Regions from separate parts of the Danio rerio genome. Here region 2 is linked to region 1. A link is a contact called in public HiChIP or PLAC-seq data. All regions are on one chromosome and are shown on one strand. The core of a region is the stretch at or near the end of the contact, and the rest is flanking DNA. Distances in the headings are between cores, read along the strand shown.

Region 1 (2,842 bases), core at 132-2,631:
ATTATGAGTTTGTGAAGAGTTAAGGCACACACTAATCATGCACTAACTTTAACTAAAGCATGAGTCACAAGAGTTCATGTGTGAATAACAGCTACCTTAATTACATATGTATGTGCTTGTACATGTTGATAATTAATGTATTAATTAACATTTAACTTTAAGTAAAATTAACTCACGAGCTGTTAATGTATAATTATGGTGCGACTTAACTTGGAGGGGCACATAACATTAACTCATCCTTTACTCATCAACTCCTGTGTTCATGTAAACTGTTCATGTAGATGTTAAATGAACACTTTTTCATTGTTATTCAGAGTAAACGCACTAGACGGTCGTGTTATTATGAGTTAAGAATGGGTTAATGATGATGTGCCCCTCCAAGTAAAGTCATGATACTTAAACACTAACATATCATGATGTTAAAATAATCATAAATTAATGTGCTAATTAATACATTACTTAACAAACAAGCATGTACTAACAAGGGCTTTATTCACAAATGAACTCATGTGACTCATGATAGTTTAAGTTAGTTCATTTTAGTTAAATTAAATTTTAACACATCATTATTTATATTGTTATTGTAAAGTGTATGTAAATGCACATATAAGCATATGTAGCCAATATGGTTCCACTTAAAAGTATGCTTTAACTAAAAAGCGAGCCATTTAGTCCCAAATAGTATTTAAACATGACATCTATAGTATATTTATAAATTAGCATAATGATAAAGTTTACTTAAAAAAAAAAAAGTACAGGAGACTTAAACTGCTGTATAACACTGAAAAACACAAAGAAACAAGGATCTGAAAATCTGACTATTTTAGATGGCTTAAATATCAGTTAAATATCAAGATTTTCCATACACATACACACACACACACACAAAAAACACCTTGATTTGCAACCCGACTCTATGGAATGATTTCGGGTAGTTTTGATGGGAAATTACCTAAAGGGGAAGTGCCAAACACTATTTATAACAAAGCAGACTCAACGGTAAAGGTAAAAAAGATAAATAATAATAATAATCTTACACCAAACCATGATATCTGATGGACGTTCATTTGCAGCCGAGTGTCATCTCCTTGTTTAAGCTGAGGGATGACAGGGGAAGGGAACACTAAAGCAAATCCGAAATTGAAATTGCCCAGGACCGCTGAAAACACCGCAAGGTAGAGCTTTCCATGACTGGAAAAGTACAGGAGCACAAAGCAGGGATGAAATAAAAACTGTGTCAGAAAAATGTTATTGAGATAATATAATTCAAATAAAGTATAAGAACAGATAAAGTAACCTTATCCGGGGTGGTGAGTTGTTAATTAACGGGGTCGCTTCATCCGAACGGTCTGCCATCTCTCCTCCGTCTTACCCTGCAGACTGAATGACTTGGAAGCACGAACGAGTATAAATGAGAGCAAGTGAAAGTAAAACTCCATTTTTGCAATACTGGGATTTCTTAGTTCTTAGGGTAGACATGGTTCAAAAGAATTAAGGAAGCAAAATAAGAGCTTCCTCATTGTGTGCTCAGCAACCACAACTTATACCGTCAGCAGCCGCAACGCCATTCAGAAAGAAAAGATCCAGTGCCAAAGCTGAAGGAAGTTTACAAGTATATGGGAACAACAGCTCGGCATATACCCAATTATATTCATCTGTATCCATATTCTACTGCATCCCATAATATTACGCAGCACCAAAAATGTAAAATATATATATATATATATATATATATATATATATATATATATATATATATATATATATATATATTGAATATATTTAATATATTTTTGTGTACGGCAGACGGCAACTCGCCGTGACGCAGATTCCCAAGTCTGTGTGCTCCTATCAGGTGAGCCCTCTTCAGCGCTCCGCCATGACAACGAGATAGCAGTGACGTGCCTTGTAAAAATTTGCATCTGCATTCCTATAAAGCTCGTGTGCTCTCTGTCATCGTTGTCAGTTCGCTCGGTGTTGCTGTTTGTACTTGACCAAGGTGAGTTCATTACCGACGGTACGAGTGGAGCCACGCCAATCTCACGAAGTCCGCTTCGTGAAGCTTCACTCGGGCCGTCTGTGCTGTAGTTCCTTGTGGTTTACGTACATAAACGTAACATCGCAAGGAATATTACTGTTTGTTGCTCGAAATGTGCCGCCGAGCAACATCCAGTGAATACTGGCACGGCCTGGCGCCCGGTCTTCTCGTGCACTCCCTGGGGCGAGGCGGCCTTTGAGCCCTAGGCAGGGAACAAACAACCCAAGAGGACCCTCAGGGAAACACGGGGGGCCGGTAGTGGGACGTCGCTGCGAGGGTTATGGTGGGTGGGAGTAGCGAGGCCCACTCATCGTCTATTTTAAACAATAGTTTCAAACTTTAGTTTACTATAGTTTGAAATAGACACCATGGTAACTGTTATGATTTAACTTTATACAAAGAGTTTAGAATGACCAAGAGCAACAGCCTCGGATTCCGCCATTTTGAAGTGAAAGCGATCGGCCCGTCCATTGGATCTCATTGCTGTCGCTATGGAAAGCAGCTGCTTTGTTTTTATTTAATTTATTCAAAAAGCGCGTTATTGTTTCCCAAATTGTAGAGTGTCGCCTCTTGGTGATTCTATGCTCTTTGCTCTTTGTCTGACTGTTGTAATGTTTTGCTTTGTTTTTCAGCTAAGCTGTTGAGCAAATAAGGACTATTGAAGACAACAGTTGAAGACAACCGCGGGTTATATTCACGAGTGCGCGCGTTATAATGTTTCCGGGTTGTTTTCTGAAAGTTTGTCTTGTTTGCATGTCAAACTAAATAAACTATACTCTTTCTAAACACCTGTCTCGTGTTTTA
Region 2 (2,882 bases), core at 11-2,510, 230 kb after region 1:
TGGTTCTAGTAACATGTCTGCTCTCATACCCATTGCTAGTCATTGTAAAGATTGCATTGCTACTGCTTCAGTCAGATACTTCTCCAAGCAAAATAGATTGTGACCTTTTTTTTAAAGATATATTTTGTACATTTGTGTTCCGACGAATATTCCTTGACGTTGAAAAAGAAAAGCTCTGGTATGACAGTTGTTGTCCCAATAATAAAGCTACAAAAAGAGTAAGATACCCAACCAAGTGTCCTGAATATTTATTTGTAAAAATCATTAATTTATTTATTTATTTGACATGGACATCACAATTACACTGGACATCGAAATGCATTTGTTTAAGTGTTTTAGCAAACTTGCTAATTTTCAACACCTGTCTACAGGAAGCTTGACAAAATTGACAAAACAGAAATAAAATAAATACATATACAACATTATAATTCTTTACATAAACTAATGAAGGCAAAATTAACCAAATAAGTTATGCCCAAACTAAACATTCTCTAAGAACACATAATTCTAATCCTTCATTTCAGATTTTCAGTCTTGTTGTTGTTGTTTTTTCTAAATGTAAATTATAACTACATCAGAAAATCTAAAGGAATATATAAAGGAATAATATTTTTTCAGTCATTCAGTTAAAAACCAATCAAATTTTCACAATGACTTTTTAATGTTTAAAATGTATATCAATAAAATTCACTTTTTAACAGACTTTCTGAAATATGACTGATGTGGTGTTCTGTTTGATCGACATTGCTCAATAAAAATATAAATATATACAGTTGAAGTCATAATTATTAGCCCCCTGACTTATTAGCCCCCCTGTTTATTTTTTTCCTCAATTTCTGTTTAACGAAGAGAAGATTTTCAGCACATTTCTAAACATAATAGTTTTAATAACTTAATGTTACACATAATTTGGGAAATATTAAAAAAAAAAAAAAACTCAATGGGGGGCCACAGCGGAATGAACCACCAACTTATCCAGCACATGTTTTACGCAGCGGATGCTTTTTCAGCTGCAGTTTATCTCTGGGAAACATCCACACACACTCATTTTGTGACTGACTTCTGTCAGTGAAAAGACTTCAAACACATTTGAGTTTTCCCAAAGAGCTCGATCCTGCCGTAGTTGCTTCGGTGGTTACTTTAAAACAGTCCTCCAGCTACCTTGTAGCCAATCATAGCGCAGAAGGCGGGACTTGTGGAGTAAAAAAAAATACACGCACGTCGTACGTCCTCCGCGCACGCGCTCTGAACTCGCTCCCTCTTTTATGTCTTGCGCTGTGGCCGCCTCCCGGTTTTTTGAGCAACACGGAACAACAAATGTGAAAAATTCAAACACAAACACTGTCTTTAGTTCCCACACGCCCGTCTAATTGAGTATTCTCTTCGTCTCATAAATGAGCTATGGCTGTGAACTTCGGCAGGATCGTCGTGGGGATTTATGTGGAGATAAAGCGCAGCGATGGTGAGTTCATATTTGGGTCGCCTGTAACCGTCCGTTAAAGTCGTTGCCCCGGTTCGGCTAACAGATGCTAACGTTACCCCTCAAATAAACCAGAGTGAAGCCACTCGTTTAGATGTCGGGCCTGGTACAAATCAATATATGGCGTTAAGTTTGTTCTGTTGCTGCTGGTTGCCGGGGTAGTTAACGAGCTTATGTCAATCAACAGTGCAACTGTCGGTTTACGTTAGCCACCTGCTAACCCGGGTGGAGTTTGTTTAGTTACTATTCATAATATCAGCGATCTTGTTTGAGCCCAGTTCCGGTTTACGGATTGCGAATTATTAGGCAATTATTTGTGTAATATTGGCAGGGAGCGCAAGCACGTAAATCCTGTAGTTTCTGGATTTATGTGGTTAGCCATCTTAAATCATCTGCAAATGAGTGTTTTGTTTGACAGATTAGGTGTAAGTGGAGTGTGGGGGGTCGCTGGGTTTACTGAAACCTTGTTAAGTTTTGTATTTTGTCGTAAATTCACCCAAGTTTTGGTATCAGTTACATCTTATCAATCACTCATTTGAGTTTATCATGACATCTGAGTGTCTATTTTATTTACAGTAACATATGTTGGCTATTATTGTAGATAACAGGTAGTCCCTTGCTAAAAGTGTTAAGACTTGAAGATGACCAGCAAGTTCCCTTCAACTTGTATGATGTCATTCTTTGGACTCAAGGGTTGAACATCCTAGTGGCCAAAGGAAATGCTGATAACAGGAGTTTGGGATTTGTTGTAATATTATAAACAGAATCAGATAATCATACTTCTATTGATTGAAATAAAGTTGGTTTTATATTTGCACATTAGTTCATTTAATAGTCCTTATACTGCTTTATGTGAATATTAGGTCTGAAATTGCATTTTAATGACTTCAAAACAACATTAGCACTATTTAATTGACTTAAAACAAACTGTGTACTTTGATAGTCATTGGCTGCTAATAAAGTTTTACTACTTAGATTTGTGCAAATAATACTTTTCTGTACAAAACTTCAATATTGTATTGTCGAATTTAATTTATTTCTGATTTTATTTTAGTCATTCTAAAACAGAACCAGTGCGTTTCACGTCTCTTTCAAGTTATTGCACTGTTTGAAGAATAACTGTTTAAAAGATGGCCATTTATTAGATTAGAATTGTCTAGGTATCCTTTATGGCCGCATGTTTCTACTTCACCTTGTAAAATTAAAATAATGTAGGTGCAGCTTATTGCTAAATAGTATCACAATTCTGAACTAATGTCTTGGAATTTTGTGTTAACATTTGCAGTTCTGACTTATTTCTCGCAGTTGACAGTTTTTGTCATTTTGTTAACATCTGGCATTTAACTTTTAGATCACTTAGAATTGTGTGAAATAAGCTCAATACTACCACTGAGTTTTTAAG

What was found. HiChIP or PLAC-seq counts read pairs in DNA pulled down with a chosen protein or histone mark.
Region 2: an H3K4me3 HiChIP or PLAC-seq map of gastrula embryo shows a contact between it and region 1, with 16 times the contacts expected there. The contact joins the promoter of kif2a here to the promoter of slc2a6 in region 1. A contact is called at or near these places in 3 of 18 Hi-C or Micro-C datasets (embryo and sperm) and 2 of 4 datasets of contacts at active chromatin or transcription factors (embryo and gastrula embryo).

What each region holds. Positions count from the first base shown.
Region 1 is chr8:14,446,442-14,449,283 of GRCz12tu, forward strand. slc2a6 (solute carrier family 2 member 6) reads right to left here and starts at 1,382. Exons shown (of 10, transcript XM_684000.11): 1 at 1,298-1,382; 2 at 1,038-1,191. The coding sequence starts at 1,356.
Region 2 is chr8:14,679,618-14,682,499 of GRCz12tu, forward strand. It overlaps kif2a (kinesin family member 2a), which reads left to right and starts at 1,261. Exons shown (of 20, transcript NM_001004664.3): 1 at 1,261-1,462. The coding sequence starts at 1,402.